2 separate regions of the Sus scrofa genome follow, and region 1 is linked to region 2. The links are chromatin contacts, called in public HiChIP or PLAC-seq maps. All regions are on one chromosome and are shown on one strand. The core of a region is the stretch at or near the end of the contact, and the rest is flanking DNA. Distances in the headings are between cores, read along the strand shown.

What was found. HiChIP or PLAC-seq counts read pairs in DNA pulled down with a chosen protein or histone mark.
Region 1: an H3K27ac HiChIP or PLAC-seq map of skeletal muscle shows a contact between it and region 2, with 5 times the contacts expected there. The contact joins the promoter of CEP112 here to the promoter of AXIN2 in region 2. A contact is called at or near these places in 1 of 5 promoter capture datasets (fetal skeletal muscle) and 1 of 2 datasets of contacts at active chromatin or transcription factors (skeletal muscle).

What each region holds. Positions count from the first base shown.
Region 1 is chr12:12,811,743-12,818,232 of Sscrofa11.1, reverse strand. It overlaps CEP112 (centrosomal protein of 112 kDa), which reads left to right and starts at 2,429. Exons shown (of 28, transcript XR_002337057.1): 1 at 2,429-2,516.
Region 2 is chr12:12,339,997-12,347,353 of Sscrofa11.1, reverse strand. AXIN2 (axin-2) reads left to right here and starts at 4,147. Exons shown (of 11, transcript XM_021066736.1): 1 at 4,147-4,264; 2 at 7,017-7,357. The coding sequence starts at 7,130. CEP112 (centrosomal protein of 112 kDa) reads left to right here. Exons shown (of 28, transcript XR_002337057.1): 28 at 7,017-7,071.

The DNA.
Region 1 (6,490 bases), core at 1,180-3,679, 470 kb before region 2:
ACACACACTAGATGTTCAGTAAATATATGCTGAGATAGGAGTTCCCGTTGTGGCGCAGTGGTTGACGAATCCGACTAGGAACCATGAGGTTGCGGGTTCGGTCCCTGCCCTTGCTCAGTGGGTTGATGATCCGGCGTTGCCATGAGCTGTGGTGTAGGTCATAGACGCGGCTCGGATCCCGCGTTGCTGTGGCCAGTGGCTACAGCTCGGATTAGACCCCTAGCCTGGGAACCTCCATATGCCGTGGGAGCGGCCCTAGGAAAGGCAAAAAAAAAAAAAAAAAAAAAAAAAGGGAACAAAGAAACTACGGACACAAATGCTGCTTATGGCTTCTGTTCTCAATGTTTAAATGGATATAAAATTCATAGGGAAGGAGTTCTTAACCTAGATTCCATAGATGAACTTGATATTTGGAGAGCCCTTTGATTTGTACTCTTATTTTTGGGGTATGTGGGCATTTGATGGTGGTGGAATATGGGAGGCGGAAAGAGTTACAGCTTTTTAGGATTCTCAAAGGAAGATCCTCACCTTAGATTAGGAATCTACTACAAACAAAGGAGGAGAGCTGGAAGTCCACCCATGGCTAGCACTTTATGTGCTTTGTGTAGAACTGCCTGTCCCTTCAATGTTTGTGTACTGTCAGATCTGCTTACCATCTCCTAGGATGAGTTACTTCCTAGAAGCTTCCTTGGTTATTATGCAAAGAGAGTTTAACTGTCTACCAGTTCTCTAACTATGACTTACAGGCTTGAATTCTAAGGTGAACATAGCTCAGGCTCAAGCTGGTATCCCAGCTACATAAGAATAACATAAATAATTATAAAATCCCTACATGTGCATCATAACAACATTTTTGCTTGCATCGCTACATATGTGTGTGTGTGTATGACAATCTGCTGGTTCTTGAAAGTGTAAAGGGAGATTTTCTCATCTTTTTACTTTCACCTAAAGAGAAAAAATATTAAAAAATTTACTTTTAACCTTTTAACTTTGTCACATTTTTTCCTGCTGCAATTATTTCTTCTCAGATGAACTTGACTTTGTTGCATTTTTTCTTCGATCCCCCCTTTTTTCTTCTACTTTTCTGCTCATATTCATTTAAACATCATTTGTCAAATGCATTTCATGTTCTTTCAGCAATGTGGTTTTGAACCTCTTCATTCAGTGGTCAGATTCTTGTATTTGCATGTGTGGGTTTTACAGGCCAGATTCTCTGCGCAAATGACTGAATTATTGATCATTCTTTAGCTATAAACATGTTTAAATAGGCTTTTGAAAAACTAAACCTTCTTAAAAGTATTTCATACTTTTCTTTCCCTTAGCTTTCATAATTTGTCACTGAAACAATGAAAAACCGTTGGTGGGAAAAACTGTTCCTTCCAGTGGGAGAGTTTCAAAAGCACCTTGGAAAGAATACGATTTTACTCTGGAAGCTTGAAAGCAACTGGTTACAAATGAATGAATCTTCTATTTTCTTTATAGAAAATTGAAAAGATGCTTCAAGCTGTGTTTATGTTAGATTTGGCATCACACTGAGTGTATTGCAAAGATACTGCAGGAGGAATCCTGTTGTGAAATTACATGAAAAACTGTGGTAAACTGAATTTCATTTAAGTGAGTGTTTTTACAATTTAAATTTTGTTTTTGCTTGGTATTTTAAAAATATATATAGTTCAGAGCTTTTCCAGAAATGGAATCGAAGACCAAAGCAAACCACAACAGCGATGCAAACATTGAGACTGCCCCCAAGGTGAATGAGATTTCCTGGGAGCAGCAAAAATACATTTTCCACTCAATCTTGTTATTCTACACCGAACTGGTAAACACAAAGACTTTTCATTTTATTTCAGCATCTTCAGAATTTGGGGTAAGTTTCAGATCTTGGATGGTGCTCAATGCAAAACAAACAAACAAACAAAAAAACTAATGTTCATTTTCTTGTTTAGTTCAAGGGCACTCACTTCTGGGTTGTGAGATACCTGGCAGTTAAGTTCTTGCTTCTTTAGACTCATTCAGTGTTGTCTGTCTAAATAAAGGATACACCTCTCTATGAATACCCTTCTGCAATCCCATTTTCTTTACTCTCTACCTGATCTTTCTCTACAGCCCCTAAAGTGTTCATACGCTACTCTCCGAACGGGATGCTGGAGAGTAGCAGTGTCCAGACCGGGGTCCAATTATCCTGGGAACCTCGCGGGGATGGCCTAGGGGCCGCCAGGCTGGGAAGTGAATCTGGAGGCTGCGCGGAGGGCCTGGACGTCGCCATGGCAACGCCGCCCAGCGCGAGCCTCCTCCAGAGGGAGGGGAAACGAGCGCAGGCGTTCCCGGAGCGTCGCCTTGGCAACCGCCCCCCCCCCGCGGCTGGAGGAGTGGGGGAGGGGGGCGGGGGAATGCTTGTGGGGAAGTCCCCGCCTCCGGCCTGCTGGGCGGTGGCGACCGCCGCGGCCCGCAAGGATTTGAAACCGTTTCGTAGCGGCGGCGACGGCGGCGGCGGCGGCCCATCGGAAAGCTTGCATGTAGGGGCGCCAGGTTCTTGTTTATCCGTATTTGCCTCGCCGGTCCCCACACCCAGGTTCTCCAGTGCAATTTTGCGCGGGGGGGATCGCCGCGCCCGTGCGGGCTCGTTCAGGGAGGGGCGTCGCCCCGCAGGCCCCGGGCGGGTTCTTCGGGCCTGTGGGGCGCGCGCCCCGCATGGGGGTCTCCGCGCGGACCGCTGCGGTTTCACTTGCAGGGTGAAATCCGGTCCGGGCCCGGATGGGGCGAGTTCTGATAAAGTTGGATAAGCGGATGGAGGTGGTCAGCATGACGGGGTCCAGAAATCTGACCCAGGGGTCTGGCGCGTGTGAGAAGTCTGTGTACCCGACAAGGTAGGGAAGCGGCCTCGGCCCCGCGGGCCTCGCAGGCCGTCCGCCCCGCGCCCGGTGCGTGTTTTGCCCACTCGGGAGGAGAAGTTACTTCTGGGCACCGCACCGCTTGAGTTGTCACCTCCACCCCTGAACTGGATCGCCGGCTCTGGATTGAGAGCAGAACCCGTGTCCCCCGTCCTTTGTAGGAAGGCCCTGTCCCAGCATCAGGGCGTGCTGGGAGCGACTGTGGGTCTGAGCTTAAGTGTTCACCAGGACACGTTAAGTACGTATGAACAGCTTGTTGCTGATCATCGTGCAGCTGTTTTTAGCATTTGTCCTTCGTGTTTAAAGATGCATACAAATAAGAAAAGGCCCATGAAATGACACGAGTCTCTTCATAGTGGTCAGGCTGCAGTGGAGTGGAGCGCACTGTCGTCTGTGCATTGTCCAGGCCCAGCTGCCACTTCCTGCCGGACCCTGGGTCAGTTCCTTAACCCCAGCAGGCCTCAGCTTCCTCCCCTGTGAAATGGTCCTGAAATAGTGCCTGTCTCCAAGGGTGATGGCTGGGATATGTTTCTAAAGCACTTAACGTGCCAAGGCTCAATCAGTGCTCTGGTAACTGCCCAAACATCTCGTGGTGTAAGCCAGATAAAACATGCACCTGTAGACCGTTTTAGGTTACTGAAGGACGGATTTCAGGTTTTCTTAAATGACCCGACATGTGTATAAAATACAGTTTGATTGAACAAAATTGATATTACACAACTTCGAGGATTAAGTTTCTTTTGTTTGGCAAGGGGCATGATGAGCCACCTGAGGTGTTTTCCTTGTTTAGCTCTGTGGCTGCTTTTTTCCCCCAGGACCTTTTAATATTTGTGGCTTGCTTATGTTTTGCTGACTCCTGTGACAGTTAAGCACCTTGAGAAGGTCTTAGCCCATTTTGTAGCTGTCCTCATAAACACAGGTTTTAAGAAAACACAATGCTGATGGGTTAAATAAAAGACATGATCCAAATGTTTTATCTACAAGCAAGAGCCACTGAATTTACCTCTTTTTTTGCTTTTGCAGTAGTTTATGAGACTGATAGGCGCAAACCTGCGTCAAAGATATAGCTTTACTTACTTTTAAAATCCTAATAATTTAAATCTGCAGTTCTAATAAAGAGTAAAACTCTTTGACTAGCTGGAACTAAGTAGATATGACTTATTTATAAGATGGAATTTGTGTGACAAGGATTCTTTGAAGGTTTGAAACGGTAACTTAGTTTTTTTCAATTTGCATTTTTTTCATCTTGTTGGAGAATAAATAAGGGATAAGGAAAAGCTGATTTTAATTAATTAATTAATTAATTTATTTATTTATTTTGCCTTTTCTAGGGCCACTCCCGTGGCATGTGGAGGTTCCCAGGCTAGGGGTCTAATCGGAGCTGCAGCCGCTGGCCCACACCACAACCACAGCAATGTAGGATCTGAGCCGCCTCTTCGACCTACACCACAGCCCACGGCAACTCCGGATCTTTAACCCACTGAGCGAGGCCAGGGATCGAACCCACCACCTCATGGTTCCTAGTCAGATTCGTTAGCCACTGCGCCACGAAGGGAACTCCAAGCTGATTTTATTTTTTATTTTTTATTTCTTCTTCTTCTTTTTTTTTTTTTTAACTTTTTAGGGCCGCACCTACAGCACATGGAAGTTCCCAGGCTAGGGGTGGAATCGGAGCTACAGCTGTTGGCCTATGCCACAGCCACTGGCCTATCCCACAGCCACAGCAATGCTGTGAGATCCGAGCTGCGTCCGTGACCTACACCACAGCTCACTTCAATGCAGGATCCTTCACCCACTGAGCAAGTCCAGAGATCAAACCCACATCCTCATGGGTACTAGTTGGGTTTGTTACCGCTAAGCCACTATGGGAAGTCTGAGGAAAAGCTGATTTTTAGCTTTTGCCAAGTATCACATTGATTCTTCATTGCGCTTTTTTAAAAAAAATGTGTACTCCAGTATTGCATGTCATTATAGCAATTCCAATTGCATTTCTACTTTTCAGAATACTTCTTTATTAGTTGGCGATATTGCTGATTTATATTTAAATGGCCAGGAGGTGAGAGACAATGGATCTGAGAGCTAAGGATTTCAGAACTCTAATCTGAGCTTTGTGCTTAATTTCATGTCTTTGGATGAGTCTTTTTACTGTTGAGTTTTAGTTTCCTCTAACACTAAATACTAACATTTCCTGCCTGTGTCAAGGGATTTATTGAGCATTAGTGATTATTAGGAATATTTTTGTTTTATGTTATGGGTACCTAGTTAATGGGTGCCCTCAGGCGTATGTTTGAGGACATGGGGAAGATGAACTATTTAAGCCTGAGAGTACACTTCTAGACCAGAGCTGTGCTTAAAATTCTGGGTTTGTGAGTATCCATTTGTTTGTTCACCCCCCTCCTTTTCTTTTTATGGCCACACTTATAGCATATCGAAGTTCTCAGGATAGAGGTTGAATTAGAGCTGCAACTGCAGGCCTACACCACAGCAGCAACACTGGTTCTGAGCTGCATCTGAGCCAGATCCTTAACCCACTGAGAGAGGCCAGGGATAGAACCCACATCCTCAGGGAGACTATGTCAGGTTCTTATCCGGTGGGCCACAGTGGGAACTCCTGCTCATCCTTTTGAATTGTCGCCTTTTAGCTTTATGAGCTAACATCGAGCAGTGGTGTTATAGCCTTCTGTTACCAAGTACGTAACTGATATAGTTATGTATGAATGCAGCTGTAATAACTGTGACATTACTATAAAACACATAACGAAACCAACCAACCAAATAACCCCAAGCCAGCTAATCAATCGAAAAATGCACTTAAAGAAATTTTTTCTTAACAAGTCTTGAATTTGAAAATATGTTTCTTCTACTGTAATGCAGACGGTACAATGAGGAGTTTTGGTAAATAGAATTAAAGTCAGTAGTATTTCTATTTGAGAAGACCTATTTGGTACTCAGAATAGAACTTAAAAAAAAATACAGGTGTACTTTGTATTACTGGACTTTGCTTTATTATGCTTCACATATACTACATTTTTTAACAAGTTGAAGGTTTGCGGCAACCTTGCACTGAGCGAGTCTAATGGTGCCATTTTCCAATAACATTTGCTCACTTCATGTCTCTGTATCAGATTTTGGTAATTCTCATAATATTTCAAACTCTCCACTAGCAGAAAGATTATGACTCACTGATGTCTCAGAAGATGAATAGTATTTTTTAGCAATAAACTTTTTAAAATTAAGGTATATACAGGAGTTCCCATCGTGGCTCACTGGTTAACGAATCTGACTAGGAACCATGAGGTTGCGGGTTCGGTCCCTGGCCTCGCTCAGTGGGTTAAGGATCCGGTGCTGCCATGAGCTGTGGTGTGGGTCGCAGACGCAGCTCGGATCCTGCATTGCTGTGTCTCTGGCGTAGGCTGGTGGCTACAGCTCTGATTAGACCCCTAGCCTGGGAACCTCCATATGCTGCAGATACAGCCCTAGAAAAGGTAAAAAGATGAAAAAAAAAAAAAAAAGGTATATACATTTTTTTGTTGGTATATACATTTTTTTAGCCATACTGCTAATGAATACTTAAGAGACTACAGTATAGACTAAACATA
Region 2 (7,357 bases), core at 2,898-5,397:
TCACCATAGTGTGGAGGCATAGAGGATGGACCAGGAGTCAGGATCCCAGGAGGTTCTAGCTCGGCTCCGATGGGCAAAGACACCTTGGGAAAATCTCCTTTACCTCTTTATTGCTTAGTTTTCCTCATCTTTTAAAGGATGGGTTGACTTAGATGACATTTGAAGCCCCCCTGCCCCCGGCTAGAAAATTCTGATATTTCTTTCGGGGTAGCAGACAGGACTGCCTTTGGGAGCTGGCAGACAGGTTCTGCCCCCCTTCGCCACCCAGCCAGCTCGGCTGGTTCCCTCTGCAGGACCTCGGGGTCAGCCTCCAGGCCCCCGTCCACCAGGAACATGTGTGCTCCTGTGTGTGTGTGTGTGTGTGTGTGTGTGTGTGTGTGTGTGTTTCTCATGTGGCCCGCCTCTCCCACTCCCATGAATGTTCTCCAGTAACTGAGGGACTCTCTGCTTTGGAATTTCTTCTCCGAACAGGTAACAAACTTTTTTTAAAAAAAAATCTTTGTTGGAGTTCCCGTCGTGGCGCAGTGGTTAACGAATCCGACTAGGAACCATGAGGTTGCGGGTTCGGTCCCTGCCCTTGCTCAGTGGGTTAACGATCCGGCGTTGCCCTGAGCTGTGGTGTAGGTTGCAGACACGGCTCGGATCCCGCGTTGCTGTGGCTCTGGCGTAGGCCGGTGGCTACAGCTCCGATTCGACCCCTAGCCTGGGAACCTCCATATGCCGTGGGAGTGGCCCCAAAGAAATAGCAAAAAAAAAAAAAAAAAAAAAAAAAAAAACTTTATTTTTTTTCTTTTTATGGCCGCACCCGTGGGATGTGGAGGTTCCCAGGCTTGGGGTCGAATCGTAGCTGCAGCTGCCGGCCTACACCACAGCCACAGCCACGGCAGATTCAAGCCGTGTCTGTGACCTATACTGAAGCTCAAGGCAACACTGGATCCTTAACCCACTGAGCAAGGCCAGGGATCGAACCTGCGTCTTGATGGATACTAGTTGGGTTCTTAACCCGCTAATAACAACGGGAACTCCTGGTAACAGGCTATGGAGGAAACAGGATGATTACATAGAAAGAGTCGCCATGTTCCAAGCCCCTACCAGGCGCCAAGCTTCGTGCTGCGTGTTTCTGTCCTCACAACAGCCTCTCTTGAGGGGAGTCCCCTTCTACTTTACAGGTAAACACATGGGGCCTCAGAGCAGTCAGGTGACTTGCAGTCTTTAGAAAGGTCACCTTGCACGTCTCTCTACCTCCTTCCCTAAACAAAGCTACATTGTCTAAGGTGGCGCTTTTCCAAAGAAATAAAAGACAAAGTGCCTGAATCTTAAAGAGCCATGTCCTGGGTCTGAGCTCCTCCGAAGTTGCAGCTAAGTTGCAGCTAGTGTGACTTCCCCTCCAGAGGGGTTTTTGTCACGCTGACTAAAGGTCGGCGATCTGGCCAGGTGCCTCTCAGGGAGCCCTGAGTTTTCTGGGATTCTGGGATTTCAGGCCGGTACACCATTCCAGAAAGGAATTACTCTCTGTTGTATTAAACTTGTCTGCACTTAGGCAAAGTGGGCTGTTGATCCGCTGTAGGGTTTTTCTTTAAAGGAGTGGGGAGCGAGCATGTGCAGAAATCCATCACCTTGCTTTCCAGTTTCCAGGCAACCGTGCAGGATTACAACAAGTCACATGATGCTGCTGCTGCCAGGGAGAAGGGGAAAATGGAAAACTGTGCTATCTTGAGAAACCGGCGGGTATAAGCGAAGGACTTTGGATTCTTTTCCAGAAAGATTATCAACAAGTAGTGGAATACCTAGAGGCATGAGAAGGCTCCTGGCCTCTCAGCCCTTGGCCCAGCCTCACTGCTGGGTGGGAAATGTACCATCAGGGCACAGGGAAGGGGGTGGGGGTTGGGGGAAGGGGAGTCACTGGCCCACAGTGACCGAGCACCTGTTCTGGAAACCGGCTCTCCAAGGGGTTATTACTGAGAGACCCAGACTGAACTCAGCCTTGCTCCTGTGTCCCCATCGCCAGTCCCTTCTTCCTGCTGCTGCAGCCCTGGGAGAATGAAGGAGCAGAAGGCCAATCCTTTGGTTAAAGCGGAGCCTGTGATGATGGGGCCTGGCTGGTGGGGGGCAGTGAAGGGTCAGCTGTGACAGCTGGGAGGGGAGGAAAACCACCCATGAAAACCAAGTTTCCACTTCCTTTTTTAAAGCCTCCTCTTTCTGATCATTGTTTATTTTTATTTTGGATGTTTTGATTTTTTTTAAGTTCCCCTCCCCCATTGCATGTGTGTGTGTGTGTGTGTCCCCGAGCGCGCGCGATCACACACACACACACACACATGCTGCTGTTGTTTACATTGTAGACACTGCTATGGCAATTCATCCCCCTCTTATTACAGTTTTGTTCCTATAATAACACCCTCTGTGGCCTAAAGACTCCTTGGAACCACAGGGACAGCTTTGCTCTTGGCCCTCCTGGGGTCGCCGAAGGGAGTGGCTGTGCCCTTGGCTATGGGTCCTACATATCAGCATTCTGAAAGCATTCTGAAGTGGCCTGGCTTTCAGTGTCCTTGAATCCAGTTGTCCCAAGGCAGGGATGAGTCAGTCACCTGGCCACACTCTCTCACTGGCCTTCCTGGTTTGCCCCAAGGCGGCCGTGCTCCTTAGCCTGGACCAGCGGCTTTCTGCCAGGCTGGCCACCTGGAAAGGTGAGCCCTAGGTGCAGACCCTGGACACAGAGAGGCAGGTCTTGGGGACGTCCCACGGTGCCAAGGAACTGAGAAGTCTGGCCACATGGCTTGCTCAAGCTCTGGTCCCTTGTCACAGCCGGTAGAGGACCTTCCCTGCCCTTTCCCAGCAGATTGTGGGTGCTGACTCTGCTTGCTCTTTTCCCATGAAACCTAAACAGACCGAGAAAACACATTTCTTGTATGCTTTATAGATCCGAAGGTTAATGACAGATTAGAGACGCTGCTGCATTTAAAAGCGTTTGTTATCCATTCAGTCCACTAAGAAAGTAAATGAAGAAAAAGTGAGCAGAGTTGGAGGGGCAAGGCCTCCCACAGCTCTGATGATGCCAGGCTCTTGAACAGATTTGGTCTATACCTTTATGATTCTTAGAAAGAGGAAAAGTCAATTATTAGCTCATCCTATGAGAGATCATTCCTCGGCAACCAATGTTCTGGGTTTGTGGCATATTTTCTTATTACTTTAAGTGAGAAGGTTGTAACTCCTAAACATTATTGGGGAATGTTGGGAAGGATTCGAGGGTGACAGTGGGGTGAGGCGTTTTCAGTGCATTAAAACTGAGAGGGGATGGGGAAAAAGGCATTCCATATCTGTTTAATGTGTAACATATGGGAGGATGGGGGATGCTTCCAAGAGAGTGTTGTGTATGAGGCTGATACAGAAAGATAGTCCAAGTGTGTGGGGGAGGCTTCTGATGGCCAGGTTGGGAAGCTGGGGTTAAGTCTTCAGGGAATTGAGGAGCGCTTCCTAAGGAGGTGTCAGGGCCCATCTGCAGCACTCAGGCCTATGCTGGCAGATTCACGCCCCCATCCTCAGACATCCACACACGGGCCCACCTTGATCCTAACTCACACTCAGATACGGGCGCGCACAAGCACGTACATTTGGCCATCCCCTCCCAGGACCAGCACTTTTACAAGACTCTTCCAGCCCAATTCCCCGGGAAAGTTGAATAGAGGTAGAAAAGTGTTTGATGACCGAGAAAAAAAATTTTTTTTTTTTTTTTTTTTTTTTTTTTTTTCCTGCTTGCAGTTCTTGCCATGGCCAGAATGCTACAATAAACTGTTGCTTTCCAGAGTAGGGGATGACGGTGGGGTGGGGGGGGAGGCGGGGGGAGGGAGCTCGAGCAAAAAGGCCAGAGAACTTGGAAGGCCGAATCAGAACTCGGGCTGAGAGCGCCCCGGTGGCCGCGGGGGCCTGGAAGGGGGCGGAGGAGGGCCGGGGAAGGGCTCACGCCAGAGCTGAGCTTGCTGCGGGGGCGGGCCGGGCCGGGCCGGGGCGGCGCCCGGCGCTGTCCCTTTAAGGCGGGCGGCGCGGGCCGGCCGAGCGCGGCTGTGATTGGCGCGGCGGGATCACTGGCTCCCCCAAGCCCGGCCCGGGGGAGTCGGCTGGAGCCGGCTGCGCTTTGATAAGGTCCTGGCAACTCAGTAACAACCCGAGCGCCGGGAAATAAAAATAACCCTTCTTAGCTATGGATTTTGGGGCCGCCCGGCGTCGGAGGCGCCTGTCTACCCAGCCGAAAGCTTTGCTGTAAAAGGTGGGGGGTGGAGGCGCGGCCCCAGCAGAGCCGCTTCAAAGAGAGCCCCCCTGGGGCCGGGGGCGAGGTCGCGCCCAGCCGCGTCGCGGGCGCCAGGGGCTGGAAGGGGTCCAGCCCAACAGAGACCCGGCCAGGAGGGGGGCAGCGAGCCGGACGGCCCCGAGGAGGGGCGGTGGGGGCGCGGGGGGCCGGTCGGGGCGCGGCCGGCGCGTACCTCCCTTTCAGGACCGTGCGCTCGGCTCGCGCCTTTGAAGTGCACAGTTAAATCCACAGCGCAGTTTTTGTTGGAAGCGCCCGGAGGACATTTGGTGCGCGGAGTGACTGCTGGAAACAGGACCTGTGTTGAAAGCCGGGCCGGGCGGGGGCCGGAGGGGCCGGGGGCGGCCGCGGCGGGGGCGGAGGCCCACTCGGATCTTTTGCATAAAAGGGGCGGTGGGGCGCGCCGCTCCCCCCTCCTCGCCGGTGGATCTCGCTCTAATCCCAGGATTGTTGTTTCCCCGCACTCCCTTCCCTGCCGCGCGACTCCCCATGTTCCCCGACGCCGGGACTGGCCCGGGGGGGCCCGGGGCTGCCACTGCGAGCCGATCCGGGGGCCAGGGCCGGGGCCCTGCCCGGGGCGCCTGCGAGGTCTTGCCGCTGAGCGCGCGCGCGGATCAATGGTGAGTGCCGAGGCCGCGGCTGCGGGGCGGTCCGCGCGCTTTGATGTTCCCGGCGGCCCTTTGAAGTTGGCCGGCCGGCTATTTCGGGGCGCGCTCCGGGCGGGCGCGGAGAGGAGCGGCGGGCCAGGCGCCCAGCGCTCCGGGGGGCTTGGCTGGGCCGCCCTGCGCGCCCAAGCCCCCTCCCCAGAGTGGTGGCCGGGATGGCGGGGGCCCAGGGGGAGAGACTTCTGCAAGTGGCTGCTGCGGCGGGGGCGGAGAGGGGGTAGATTACCCCCTCCCCCTGGGAGTTGCATCGCTGTGGTTGTTATGGATGTGAGTCGGGGTGTGAGTGTGCGCTGGAGTGCCTTTGGAAGGTGGGATGAAAGGGTGGCGGCGCCCCCCGCTTGCCCTCCCCTCCGCCCCTTTCTCCCCCCACCTCTCCCCCCTCCCCATCCTCCCCTCCCGCCTCTCTCTCCTCCCCTCCCAGCCACTGGTCCGCGCTTAGGGGCCCTGAGCGCTGGCCGAGGCTCAGTCTGCGCGCTGGAGCGGCCCGAGCCCCGGGCGCCCGCGTCCCCCGCGTCCCTCCTCCCGCCCGGGCCCCGCGCCCCCGGCTGCCCCTGCCCCTTTTGCGGAGAGGCAGAGACTCCGCGCGTCGCCATTTCTGGACTAGGCTGCTGCTTTCCGTGCTTTTTCTGCGGGCGCCTCCGCGAGCTGCGGCGCCGGGGACCGACCCGCGCCCGAGCTCGGGGTGCTGTGAGCGCCTCCCGGGTCTCTGGCCCCGCGCTCGGCGGCCCTCTCGCCGGGGCTCTGGACGCGTTGGGTTGGATTTGGGCCGGGGGTGGGGGCGGGCCGGTGGGGCTCCGCGGAGATGAGACCCGGGCCTCGGGCCGCCTTCGTCTTCCAGGTAACGGGGCCGCCCCTCTCCCCTCCGCCCGGGTAACGCGGCGCTACCGGCGGCCCCGAGGCTCCGCCAGCCGAGCTCGCCCGGAGGCCTGAGGCCCCGGACGGAGGCCACGAGCACCCACCCCCCAGCCCAGGGTCCCTGGCTCCTGGTTCAGGGTCGCGTCCCATCCTCCCCCCGCACCCCGGCCCTTCCCTGCCCTCTCATTAGTTTGATCCTTCCCTTGTTAGGGAAAGAGGCTTGTTTATTGGCTTGATAAGACTTTTTTCTTTCGGAAAAAAATTTAGGCTTGAGGTCAATAGAGTTTGGGATTCTTGGCACAGGCAGTGGTGGCGTGAGATGGTTTCTGATCCGGTTTTGTAGGGTTTGCGGCTCTGGGAGGTTGGGGGCGGGAGGCACGGGGACAGCGGGTCCTGAGGCTTCCCTGCTCTCTGGCAAAGTTTGAAGATCAAAGTCTTGTCTGAGTGAGTTGATTTCTGGTTTGGGGGAGCCGGGAAGACAGAGGTGTAGACTGAGTCAGATCCTTGGCGGGAGGCGGGGGCGCAGCGAACGTCTACATCTGGGTTGGCCGGGGGTGGGGGCTTCTAGCTGGGAGCCCCGGAGCCCCTTCTGCCCTGAGCTGGGCGGGCTCCCTTCTCGGTTGAAGATCTGAATTTTTAAGGAGTGGGAAGGAGGGAGTGCAGAGGGAGAGGGTGGGTGGGGGGAATGGGAACCAGATGCCGGGGAAGGGCACGTTTGGAGCTCGAGTTATCTGTGCCGAGAGCCGAGTGGGGAAATTTCCCGAAATTGGTTTCACCTGCACACAGCCTGACGGCTCCGGGTGCGCGGCTTTGGAGTTGACGCTATGGGCGGGGGGCGGCCGGGAGGCGCGGGCCGGGCAGCCCAGCGAGCGCGGGGGGCCGGGTGAGTTTTTGGAAGGTTTTTACACCTCCCGAGCCCCTCCGCCCCACCTCCCACCCTCCGGCTCACTCAGCTTCCCCGCCCCTTCCTCTCCCCCCCCACCCCCCGAGTGTAGGGAGCTCAGATTTCGCCTTTGAAAAAGCTGCGTCTGATACTTTAGATGAGCACCTCGCAGATAGCTGGGTTGCTTGATTTGAATTTGAGGAGTTGAAAAGCCTGTTTACTTTCTTGCTTTGATGTTGGGTAGATCTGGTTTTGATTATATCAATACCCTTTTCTCTCCCTCTACCTCCCCCCTTCCTTTTCTTCCCAGAAAGGAGGCTCAGATGAGTCCCTGCTGACTTGAGAGAGAGAGACCACGCTGATTGCTGAGAGGGACTGGAAGAAGAAAAAAAAATTCCTAAACTCAGCAAGAACTCCCTCACCATGAGCAGCGCTGTGCTGGTGCCTCGCCTCCCAGACCCCAGCAGCAGTTTCCACGAGGATGCCCCTCGGCCCCCCGTGCCTGGGGAAGAAGGGGAGACCCCACCATGCCAGCCTGGGCTGGGAAAGGGCCAGGTCACCAAACCCATGCCTGTCTCCTCCAACACCAGGCGGAACGAGGATGGGTTGGGGGAGCCCGAGGGGCGGGCATCTCCGGATTCCCCTCTGACC